Regions from separate parts of the Rattus norvegicus genome. Here region 2 is linked to region 1. A link is a contact called in public Hi-C data. All regions are on one chromosome and are shown on one strand. The core of a region is the stretch at or near the end of the contact, and the rest is flanking DNA. Distances in the headings are between cores, read along the strand shown. Region 1 holds the start of Dynlrb1 (dynein light chain roadblock-type 1). Region 2 holds the start of Tp53inp2 (tumor protein p53 inducible nuclear protein 2).

Region 1 (6,134 bases), core at 1,563-4,062:
CTACCATGTATGAAAAATCAGAGCACATTCACACTTATGTAAATTACTCTGGGACGTGCTGGTGGCACACACTTTTAATCCCAGCACTTGGGAGGCAGAGGCAGGCAGATCTTTGTGAGTTCTAGGCCAGCGTGGCCTACAGAAGAACTTTCAGATATATATGCACATTCCGGTATAGAAAAAATTCCCTGGTCTACAGAGGGAGTTTCACACATAGACACACACACATAGACAGACAAATAGACACACACACACACACACACACACACACCTGGTTGTTCCTGAAGGAGACTGAAGCTGGGATTGGGGATAGATGGGAGAGATATTTTTCACTTAGATCCTTTTGTATTTCTTAAAACTCTGAATAAGCTGTTAGAAATTTTAAAAATATATTGATGTATTTACTTTATATATGCACGTGTGTATGCAGGAGCCTGCAGAAATCAGAAGAAGGTATCAGATCTAGAAGTGAAGTTACAACCAGTTGTATGTAGGTGTTGGGACTTGAACCTGAGGCTTTTGTAAGTGCAACAAATACTCTCAATGGCTGAGACCATCTCTCCAGTTTCCTATTAACATGTTTTTACAGGTTAGTGTTGTGAAAAATAGCACTGCATAGATCTGAGGCAATACTGATCTGATGATGTAGAGACATTCTTTGTGACATCGTGAAAAACACAGAGCCCCAATTGAACAGTCGATGCTGGCCACAACAAAAACAGAATAAGAACACCATCTGCAATGTACCTACATAGCTGTCTCTAGCTCGGTGGTTCTAACCTTCCTGATGCTGCGACCCTAATAGCCACAAAACTACTTCATTGTCACTTCATAACTGTAAATATCTGATACGTGATCCTTGTGAGGGCTGAGACCCCACAGGTCGATAACCATTGTCTATCTAGCTGGTGCCATTCTGTTTCCTTCTCAGTTGCTTTTTTATTTATAGTTTTCAGCCATCAGTAAATCCAGTTCTAATCTGATCCCTCATCAGGCACGTTATACATATACATGTAGTCCCTGAGCAGCAAACTGAAGCTGTCAGAATGGCTACACCTCCTTTTCTGCCTCAGCCTGTAGTCCTCACAGGAGCTGTCCTCGGTGGTAGAAACTCCTTTCTCACCTCAGCTATCATGAGGTACCTACCACTGAAGGAGTTGTCCATAGTGTTGGCACCTCCTCTCTGGCCTCCCCAAACAGCTCAGCAGTGATGCCACCTCAGCCAACGCTGCCTGCAGTTAGGGAGCACTTCCCATCCTAGCTCACGGTCCTATCGAAGGGAAACGGGCGGGGGGGGGGGTGCGGGGGGGGGGACCAATCCCAAAGCTCCCCAAGCTCAGGGCTTAAAAATCCCAACCAATTCTCACTCCGGAAATCTCTGCCCTGAGGAGCTCTGTCCCCTAAGAAATCCTATATAAGGGGTTGGGGATTTAGCTCAGTGGTAGAGCGCTTGCCTAGCAAGCGCAAGGCCCTGGGTTCGGTCCCCAGCTCTGAAAAAAAAAAAAAAAAAAAGGAAGAAGGAAGAAGGAAGAAGGAAGAAGGAAGGAAGGAAGGAAGGAGGAGGAGGAAGGAGGAGGAGGAGGAGGAGGAGGAGGAGGAGGAGGAGGAGGAGGAGGAGGAGGAGGAGGAGGAGGAGGAGGAGGAGGAGAAAAGAAATCCTATATAAGCCCTGTTCTTTGTTCAGTTTCCTGCTGCCGGCTCCCCAGAGCGGAGACGGCCACCCCAGGATTCGTCCCTCCACACCCTGGATTTGTCCCTGCAATGAGGCTCCTGAGTCCTCAGCTCAGCTGGGAATACCCTCCCAAGAACTGCAGCACCTCTGCTGAGGAGACATCCTCTCAGAGCTGTGTGCTTCCTAACCCTGTGTCTCAGGATGCCCTTCCATTGGGATACCTTCTCCCCTCAGAGCTGTGTACTTCCTGGGATTCTGAGGAATGCCCAGGATACCCTTCTATTGCAGCAGAAACACTTACAATACAAACAAGCAAAACACTACTTATATACACAAAATATTTAGCAACTAAAATTTCTCTTAAGTTTTTGTTTTTGCGACACTGACCAAAACAAAACAAACAAAACAAAAAAGGCTCGTGCGTTTTATATCCCAAGCTGCCCTCCAACTGCAAATCCTTTTGCTCTAGCCTTCCCAGTGCTGGGTTTTTCAAGAGTGCACCCGTTGTAAATAAGATTCTGAGGTTTGCCTTAACGACGGAAAAGGCCTTTTAAATTCTGTACACTTGTGAGGGTTGAAAGCACCACCCTATTAAGGTAGGCAGAGATTTGGGGATCCCTAGGGTGGACCCCGCCGGTTCCTGACCCCAACGCCAAACCGAGCAGCCCACGGGCGGCAGTCAAGCCCGCAGAGTTCGAATCCCAGGGACGACAGTCTTTGGATTCCAAGAGTGAAGACGGCGCTAATGGCCGTATCTACTTCACAGAGCGGAGGAGGAAAGGCAACGCACGTAAAGCGCCTACGCCTACGGTGCCTGATATTTGCCAGACTTCAGGAAACGTTGCAGCCTGGCTGGGGTCTCTCAACACTGACCAAAGTGCTAAACTGTAATCGAGCCGGAGGGCGGGCCTCCGGGGCGGCCCCTCACACACCAGCTTCCGGTAGCTCTGCCTCGGCTGGGATTAAAGGCCCGCATCCCCGGGTCCCGCGGTGCGACACCCAACGACTAAAACCCCTGCCGGGGGATGGCCATGCCGGGCAGCCGGAGCCCACTGCCGCCGCCTTGGGTGGACACTCACCATCTCGGACAGACACAGCAGCTCCGAATCGCCAACACTCAGCCGAGTTCCCCGCCCTTCTGAGCCTGCGCACAGTCCTTCGTGAAGACAGACAGATAGAACAACCAATCAGTAGACAGTAGTGATGGGGCTGGCTGACGTGAGTCATCGACGCATGGACTCTCCCCACTGGGAAAGACTGAAGCTCTTCTAATGGAGAATTTCCTCTCCGGCTGTGAGTTCGAGGTGTCAAGTCTTGGCGTTTTCAGTATTCAATCGAGGTCCCTGGGCTGAGGCCAGCTGTTGCTGGACTCCCTTTGGCCCAGATTGAGGCAGAAACAATTAACTTCAATGATCAGAGGACATGGGCAGCCCCGAGGTTGGGCATCTCTGGAGCAAGCTCTGGGATGAATTAGTCAAGACTGCCCTCGGTGTGTAAGATCTGGGATCGCGAACTCCTCTGCACGCCTGTGTTTCTTGGGAGACACTTATTTACTTTTCTGCCCTTCCATTTTCTCACCTCTTTGGAGGACCCATTTTCCAGAGACCTGTCTTTGTCCTCTGCTTATTTTTTACTCTTGCAGGTTATGAAAAACAATCCGGGTTTCTAGCAGAACACCTAGCTTAAAACACTGGCATGCAAGGATCCTTTTGTCACATGAAAGTCTATAGCTTATACCTCAATAGCCTCATATGCGATTGGCATCACCACTTTCTTCACGAACGTTTCTTCCTGCAATGGGACTTGCTGAAACCAAGCCTGATGATCTACCTCCAGAATTTCATGACAGGTGCCTTTTCTTCAGTGGGGGAAGAGTTCAGCGCGTAGGGTTTGCATCAAGAATGCAGCAGGCGGGGTTGGGGATTTAGCTCAGTGGTAGAGCGCTTGCCTAGGAAGCGCAAGGCCCTGGGTTCGGTCCCCAGCTCCGAAAAAAAAAAAGAACCAAAAAATAAAAAAATAAAAAAAATAAAAATAAAATAAAAAAAGAATGCAGCAGGCATCACTCAATCAGATCAAGGATAATGGTATCTGCATTGATGTCCTGTGCACCTAGTATGATAGACTAAGGGAGTATGACCTCCCGGGTATTTGCCACAAAAATCCAATCTTAAGAAAATGAAACCCATATTGAGGGATATTCTCTGAGGACAGTCTTCAACTTTCCTAATACTCTGACTTTTTAACTCAGTTCCTCAAGTTGTTACCCCCAAACATACAATTATTTCATAGCTAATTCATAGCTAATTTTGTTACTTATGAGTTGTAATGTAAACATCTGATATTCAGGATATCTGATATGTGACCCCAAAGGGGACAAAATCCACTGCTTTTTGGATCAAACAGCTTTCTCTCCAAAAGGGCATCTCTTTGAGGGGGATCTCAGAGTCAATCAGGTCTGGTTGGCATACAGCTGTCATCTCAGCGCTTGGGTGGCTGAAGCAGGATAACAACAGGTTCTAGGGCAGCCTGGGCTTCAAGATGGATGCATGTCTCCAAAGCAAAAACATAACCAACCCCCAACAAAACAAAAATCTCCAGGTCCTGAAAGATAAGGAACTGTCACAAATTAGAATATTGGTAGAGATAGGTGGACTTTGAGTAGGGAATGTAGGTAAGGTGCTATCATATTAATTTGTTAGTTTCAATAACTGTACCAGGTCAGCCGGGGTAACACTGGACAAAGCTAGATTTAAAAAGTGCAAACAACCCTGAAATTTCCTCAAGATAGCTTTTTAAAAGGGCCATTAGTACATGCCTTTAACACCAGCACTCAGGATTTCTCGAAGTTTGATGGCAGTCTAATTTCCATAGTTCCAGGACAGCCTGGATTACAAAGACTGTCTCAGGCAGGGAGGGGACTCACTGGTTAAGAGCACTCGGTCTTCTTGCTGAGGACAACTGGGTTCAGTTTCCAGCACACACATGGCAGTTCACAGTCGTCTATCACTTTCCCAGTGATGATCTCAGCACCAGGCACACGCGGTGTACACACACACACAGAGGCAAACCACTCATTAAAAAAAAGGTTGTATGTTGAGTGTGATGTTCACAAAGACTGGAGGTTGGGTGTAATGGTGCACAATGCACAACTTTACGGAGGCAGAAGCGAGCGGATCTCTGATGTGGAGGCCAGCTTCATCTACAGAGCAAGTTCCAGGACAGCCAGGGCTACTCAGGAAAACCACTTCAAAATATATACATGTAGTAAATGAAGAAATGGTTACTGAACGCTGGGAATAACGTATAGTGTCCCTCACCTCCAGGTCTTCATTCCAGGTAAGGGTAGGAGTGGTAGTGAGAATGGAGTCCTAAACGTCCAATGAATTAGAGCAAGGACCTTCACCCCCATCCTTCATACGAGTCAGACAAGGATGCAGGATGGAGCAGCTCTGGCGAGGATTCAGTTACCAGTTATGGAGAATTATTCGATAGGACTTGAAGTCTGATTAGAAAGTAAGACTGAGTTGCCTAGGGGAACGGCTTCAGTTTATAAAAGCAATGTAGGGGCTGGAGAGATGGCTCAGCGGTTAAGAGCACCAACTGCTCTTCCAGAGGTCCTGAGTTCAATTCCCAGCAACCACATGGTGGCTCACAACCATCTGTAATGGAATCCTCTTCTGATGCGTCTGAAGACAGCTACAGTGTACTCATATATGTAAAGAAAATAAATATTTAAAAAAAAAAGCAATGTAGTGTAAAAGGGTTTGGGAGTAAAAAACAATACTGAATTCTAATTTGGACTCTTTAATTCTATAGATGGCATTAACATATTTTGAGCTATTTTTCTTTAGGTAACCATGCCTCTCTGGAAATAGCCAGAAAGAGAATATAGGGTAGTCACCAGTGTCTGACACAGCTATTGCTAGCCCTGGGATACCATGACTGTGGATGTGCTGTGCTGTGCGAGGGAAGACAGATAGAACAGGTCTGACTTAATGAGGAAGAATAAAAGCATGGTTGCTAAGTGACCTACAGATATGACTGCAAATAGTCTAGGTATTTCCCTGAAGTTCTAAGGAAGCCCTCCTGCCTAAAGCCACTCTTTGCTGAACAGGACTAATGGGACTGAGACCTAGGAGGGGCCTGCAGTTTCTGCCTACCAGTTGCTGTCAGGCCAGCATATTAAAAACTCACTTCCTGAAGTTTCCTTATGCTGGGTCAGTTTTAAAGGAAACCACAACCATCCAATCCTTGTCTTCTTTCCTGACCCATCAGTAGGGGATTGGATGCGCCTAGTTCCTCTGGAGACACTGTGGGTCGTGCCCCCCCCCCCCATCGGACCCAGGTTTGTACCGTCAGCATTAGTGTTACTGTATATTTTTGGCTGTCGTTTATGTCATGTCTGGCTTACCATCTTCTTGTGTTTGAACTTAGAACACTGGGACAGTCTCGGATGACCCTC
Region 2 (6,134 bases), core at 2,425-4,924, 140 kb before region 1:
ATGGACTAGGAAATCAGAATGCTGGCTCCTGACTCGAGCCTCACCCTGTAGGTCAATGATGAGCCAGCCGTCCACTTCATCCTCCTCAGAGACAAAGGCCCCCGGACAGTTGGAGTCTTCAGGAGGTGCGGGGGTGCTAAAGAAAAGGCTGGTGAAGCGCTGGAACATGGTCAGCGGGTGAAGCAACCTCAAGGGGGCGCCCTATGGCAGTTCAAAGACCTAGGAAGCATAGAAAGACGTTAAGGACCACAAACTAAAGTCAGCCCTTCACTTGGTAGCTGAAGACAGGGCTAAGCCCCTAGCTACCACAGCAGTGACAATAGAGAAGCTTATGGTGTGTGCTTTTCTGCACCCAGTAGGTGTTCCTGTTTGCATTTAGGAAAGTGTTGGGTCTTTCCTTCTCATCTGTCAAATGACAACAGTAATACCCTAATAAGAGTTAAATGGGGGCTGGGGATTTAGCTCAGTGGTAGAGCGCTTACCTAGGAAGCGCAAGGCCCTGGGTTCGGTCCCCAGCTCCGAAAAAAAGAACCAAAAAAAAAAAAGAGTTAAATGAGCCAAACACTTAATGACATGTTTAGAGCAGTGCCTTGAGCACACAGTAAACATTCAATAAGCTAATAAACTTGGTGTTATGGCAGGGTGCTTTGGGGATATGGAAGAAGTGATATATATGACCAGGCTTTGCCAGGGTAGGTCTCTAGAGGAAGACACAGCCAACCTGGGCTTTGAAGAGTAAATAGGAATTTTCCACTAAGGGAAAAACATATCCTTACTATCATCATCATCCTTACTAACATTCCTGTGTCAGTAACATACACTACACTAACTTCATCTATTTGTCCTCACAGTGGATGAAGGGACAAACCTGGAATCTCAGTACTTGGGAGGTAGAGGCAAGAGGACAAGAGTTCAAAGACATGATGACCCCACGTCTGTCATCCTAGCCCTTAGAAGGTGGAGGCAGGGGGATCAGGAGTCCAAGTCCTGGTTAGGCTACCTAGTGACTTTAAGGCCAGTCTGAACTACATGGGACCCTACCTAAAACACTAAACAGCCTCTGGCTACATGAGATCCGTCAAAGGGACTGAAAAGGAGCGGGAGGGAGAGAGAATATTTTTTCTGGTAAAGAGAAAAATAAAACAAGGCCCAGAGAGGTTAAGTTCACTACCTAGTCTCACAGCTAGTAAAGTGCACAGGTAGTATTTCAATCTACATAGTTAGTGGCACCCATACTCACTACAGTCCACTACTGTCTAGATTAGGCCTTTTTTTTCTTTTTTTCTTTTTTCTTTTCTTTTTTTTTTTTTTTTTTTTTTTTTTTTTTTGAGCTGGAGACCAAACCCAGGGCCTTGCGCTTGCTAGGCAAGCGCTCTACCACTGAGCTAAATCCCCAACCCCTAGAATAGGCTTTTTTAACTTAATAAATAGGCCTGTGGCTACGTGTAATTTTTCTAGGAAAAAAAAATCTTGGACTTCAGCAAGGTTTTCTAAGCAGCAGCCTTTCATAGACCAAGAATAATTAGTGGGGTTTGAAAGGTGCTCCCTAACAGAAACCTCACAGTTCTTGCTACAATCTCCCAATGAGATTGGGCAACCCTCAGATGAGGGGGACCTATGCCCACAGGTCCTCCCCACAACTCTAACCCCACCCCCCTTTTCCTAGATTCTTGTTCAAAGTCAGCATCCCTGGCCAAGAGACAGAATATTGGCTAGTGAGACAACATGCCAGAGAGAGATAGTGGAAGAAGGAAGCTGTCAGATGCGAGGAGCCCTTGAGGATAAACTCAAGTGTTGGACCAAGACCCAATCCTTCCCTGGACTAAGACAAGAAATTTCCTGTTCTAGGAACATTCATCTACCCAATAAAGCTATAGCTTAATGGTGGTGTGACAATGCAGAATGCATATAATCAGAAAAACCTCAACAGATAATATCCAAGAATGATGCAAACAGGGAGAGCAGACACATGCCCTGGTCCAGCCAGCACCCTTGTGCCTATCCACTGAACAACGTAGAAATCCTGGCATCAAACTTTAGCACGCATTTCCCATGGTTCACACTGCGTGCCAGACCCTGACAGGAGCCTTTTCAACTGTTGAAAATGTTGAGTGAGAAGCTGCCTGGTGGAGATCATACAAAAGTTAGTGACAGCCAGTCAGCCAGCTACAACTGCCCCCTCCTCCTCTGACCACTAGGAGAGCCTCCTGGCTTCCTGGTTCTCAGATTCCTGGCTCTGCTCCAGGAAGAACCATTCCCTTAATCCTACAGCAGCTGTGCCCAGAATAGCACTTGAGGCCAAAGCCAATCCCAGCCCAGGCCATTCTTGAGCGACCCCCAACCTGGGAAGGACTCCAGATCTACTTACTTGGAAAGTAAGAAACATCCTTCTGTCACCCTGGAAGCAGACTCGGGAAACAGCCTAAGCACTGTAATCACTAGTGCCAGGCTCTCCCAGCTGCCGGCTTGGGATCTGATGGGAAGCCAATAGAGGGAACTCCCAACTCGCTCTCAACAACATCTGCCCTGGAGACACCTGGAGGCAGGCAACTAGTGACTCACCTTTCTGTGGTCAAAACAGCTGGGAGACAGCAATTAACTGGGTTCTGAGGTAGAAAGAAGGCAGAGGAGGTCGGGGCCTTGTAAGGGACCCAATTTTCAGAGACCCCCTGGGAAAATGACCACGATCAGGAAGAAGACTGAAACACCCATCAAATTGGGTTGGTGCTGAACCCAAGATAGGGTCCTCAGTAGATGGATATATAGCTTGTACCTTGTACTTCAGCTAAGGGATCTGTCGCTTATTGGGTGTGATTGTAATTGGCTGAGATCTCTAATAAACTACGTCTCTCTGAGTCTGTTTCCCCCTCCGTGAAGTGGGCGTTAAGACCCTCAATATTTGTAGGCTGAAAATGACATCAACTAAGTCTCTGCACACATGCCAGGGATTAGAAGAATGTTATTATGTTAGGGGGCGGAGCCTGAAGACTGAGGGGATCCGCTACCATCTGGTGCTGTCTCCAGGACCTGGAGTCTGAAGCTTCCTTCATCTACCTTCCACCCTCTCGACTTAAATCGAGTTTTGCCATCTGACCCTTCTTCAGGTCGCAAGGAAAAAGCAGATGAGATGCCTGACCTCAGTCCCTAGATTAGCTCGGGGAACCGCCGAGTGCCCTCGGGTCTCGCTTGCCTTTCAGCGTCTCTCAACCCTCGACCGGCCGGGCACAACATAGCGCCCACCGGGTCACCAGAGGACAAGCACCCAAGCAAGCCTGGAAGGCGGGGCTGGCCTTGGTGACGTCTCAATGTCATATGCAAATAACGCGACGTCATGGCCTACCGGCTTAGGGCAACCAATAGGGAGCCAAGAACGCAGCTCCGGCTGCCGCCGGCGGAGACAGACAAAGAACGGGAGAGGGGGGCGCAGGGCGTGTCCTGGGGGTGCCCGGAGCCCCCAACCCCGAGGTCGGGACTCACCTGGGGCCGCTGCAGCAACCGCTGCGCTGAGGTAGTTGTGCGGCCGGGCGTCCCCGGGTCGCCGGTGCTCACAACCGGAGCTGCATACCGGGGACAGGCCGAGAGACGGCGGGGCTCGCGAACGGACGCCCGGAGCTGCTGCGGCCGCTGCAGCCGGGGCTCAGGGCACAAATCCGAACGCTTCAACAGCTGATTGTGACGTCACAAAGGGGCCCGCCCGCTCGCGTCAGCGGCCGTCGGAGCGGCGGCCAATCGCAGGCGTCGAATGCTCTTTCCCCGCCCCTCCGCGGCTTGCCAGCGGGTGGCTGCATCCCGGGAGCTGCGCTCCCAGCCTCTGTCTGAGTGGAGGTGACGGCCCGAATTCCCTGCCCCCAGTCACTCACAGACCTCACACTGAAAGCGACCCCCCAATTCTTCCTCAAGAATCCCACCTCGCCGCTTTTTCCGCACATATCCCTGCTCCCTCACTTGTCCCAGCGCTCCGCACATCCTTAGCCTTCATCTTAGGTACAGGACACCCACCCCACTCACCCCCGCCGCGCTCCATCTGTAAGTCCCTTCCCCCCCGCCCCCGTCCCCCTTGTTCTTTACCCCACTTCTCCACACTGTCGTCCTTGTCTGCTCTCCCTCCTCTGTCTTACCCCTACACGTTTTGTTTTCCCCCACGCTCTCCTTTTTTTTTTTTTTTTTTTCCCCCGGTGGGTTTGAGCAGACCTTGCCGGTTCCGCGGTTACAAAGAAGCACCTGCGAGTTAGGGAACTGGTAGGGCTGACGGGAAATCTGGCCAGCGTGGGACTTGGAAAGAAATTGCTCTAAGCTGAATAAACATTGACCTGGAGACAGCTCAGCCTAGAACGTTTACATACCTTATTTAGTCCTTATTTGCTACCGGAACAGGACAGAGGGAGGAGTGACAGACAGGACAGGGATTGTTAAGTCCTGATTTACATGTGGAAAAACTGAGATTACATGTACCTGCCTTTAATTTCAGCACTTGGTAGGTAGAAATAGGTTCAAGAGTTGAAAGGCAGCTTGAGCAACAGGGAACCCCAAGAGAGGGGAGGGAAAGAAGGGGCAATTACTATTGCTTCTTCCAGACTGCCAGCTGACTTTGAATACTTAACATATGCCAAGCACTGTGCTGCTTTTTAATCTTCACAATAAACCCAAAAGGTGGGCATTATCCTCCTTTTATAGTTAAAGAAACAGACTAGGAGGTTCTAAGTAACTTCCCGAGGTAATTAAGCAATAGTCAACAGCAGAGCCAGGAGTTTTAACAGGAGTTAACTTACAGGCACCAACTAGCCTTGACTGATCACTACCTGCACCAGAGGGACTGAATTCCAGGATTCTAATGTCTGCAGGGAAACCTGGCTTCCAGTCCTGTGTCTCAACGATGTGATTTCAAGTAAGTCCTTACTATTCTGGGCCTTAGTTTACCTGACATGCTGCCATAGGTGTCCAAACTTAGAGCTGACAGGGTTTTCCAGACCCTTCATCCTCAAGACTCTGCCAAGTTCATGCTCCAGGCTTGAGCTCTTGCAATGGCCCGTGAAATCCTTAGGGGATTTCCACTGCTAGAGCATCTGGGTCTTTAGAACAGAGTTGGGAGATGAAGCTCTGAGAGTTGCCCATCTGGCCAACAGGAGCTAGTTCAGAGCTCCATGCTCTGGTGATTTCAAGAACCCTGCCCCAGCCTGGTCAGAAAGCTATAAGGGAGGACTGAAGCCTGCCAGGCAGAGGAGACAGCCAGGAAATAATACCCAGAGGCTTGGGGGGAGACGATTAGCACTGTGTTCCTCACACTAGGGTTTCCAGTGTGTCCTCATTTGTGCAAGCCCGAGCCTCTGCCTAGCACAGCCACTTCCTGCTAATCTCATACCCTCCCTTGACCTCCTTGCTGACAAACTAATCACTAATGTGTCCCTCCTGTCATACCGCCTGTTTCCTCTAAAACCTTACATTCTCACAAAGCCCCACAACCCCAACAACACCGATGGTTCTTCACAACCCAGACCCGGTTCTCAACAGCAGCTCCTCCTTTCTTCTCTGTGTACCCTGTGCTAGTAAATCTTTGTCTTTTCAAAACTCTCTCCTCTGTCTAGATTGCCTTCTCTGAGCCTTCCTAACATTCCTCCCTGTCTTCAAAATTCGACTAGACAGTGATGACTTTGATGGACGGTCTCAATTGTTTTTTCAACAAATGGAAGTGTCTGAGTGTGTTGCTTACACTCGTAGTCCTATCTACCCAGTGTCTGGGATAGCCTGGGCTACATTTCGAGTTAGAGCACACATGGTCTATGAGAGAGAGAGAGAGAGAGAGTGTGTGTGTGTGTGTGTGTGTGTGTGTGTGTGTCAGACACACATTGACATTGAGTCAGAGTTTCACTACATAACTCTGCCTAGCCTGGAACTTGCTATGTACATCAGACTAACCTGGTCTCACAGATAATCACTTGCCTCTGCCTCCCAGGCATTGGGATTAAAGGCGTGCTAGCACACTCAGACCCAGTTAAAAAAGTCTGACTGGGGGGTTGGGGATTTAGCTCAGTGGTAGAGCGCTTGCCTAGCAAGCGCAAGGCCCTGGGTTCGGTCCCCAGCTCCGAAAAAAAGAAAAAAAAAAGAAAAAAGGAAAAAAAAGTCTGACTGGATGGACT

Evidence for each region. Hi-C and Micro-C count contacts between places; a contact is called where the count stands out from the background.
Region 2: a contact with region 1 is called in a Hi-C map of frontal cortex, with 2.3 times the contacts expected there. The contact joins the promoter of Tp53inp2 here to the promoter of Dynlrb1 in region 1. A contact is called at or near these places in 4 of 12 Hi-C or Micro-C datasets (Schwann cells, frontal cortex, mammary epithelial cells and 1 more) and 1 of 1 datasets of contacts at active chromatin or transcription factors (oligodendrocytes).

What each region holds. Positions count from the first base shown.
Region 1 is chr3:164,199,917-164,206,050 of GRCr8, reverse strand. Dynlrb1 (dynein light chain roadblock-type 1) reads right to left here and starts at 2,812. Exons shown (of 4, transcript NM_131910.5): 1 at 2,752-2,812. The coding sequence starts at 2,754.
Region 2 is chr3:164,339,677-164,345,810 of GRCr8, reverse strand. It overlaps Tp53inp2 (tumor protein p53 inducible nuclear protein 2), which reads right to left and starts at 3,674. Exons shown (of 4, transcript NM_001270947.1): 1 at 3,478-3,674; 2 at 45-219. The coding sequence starts at 168. Mir6334 (microRNA 6334) reads left to right here and starts at 2,388; the gene lies at 2,388-2,486. It also overlaps a transcript of Pigu not described here.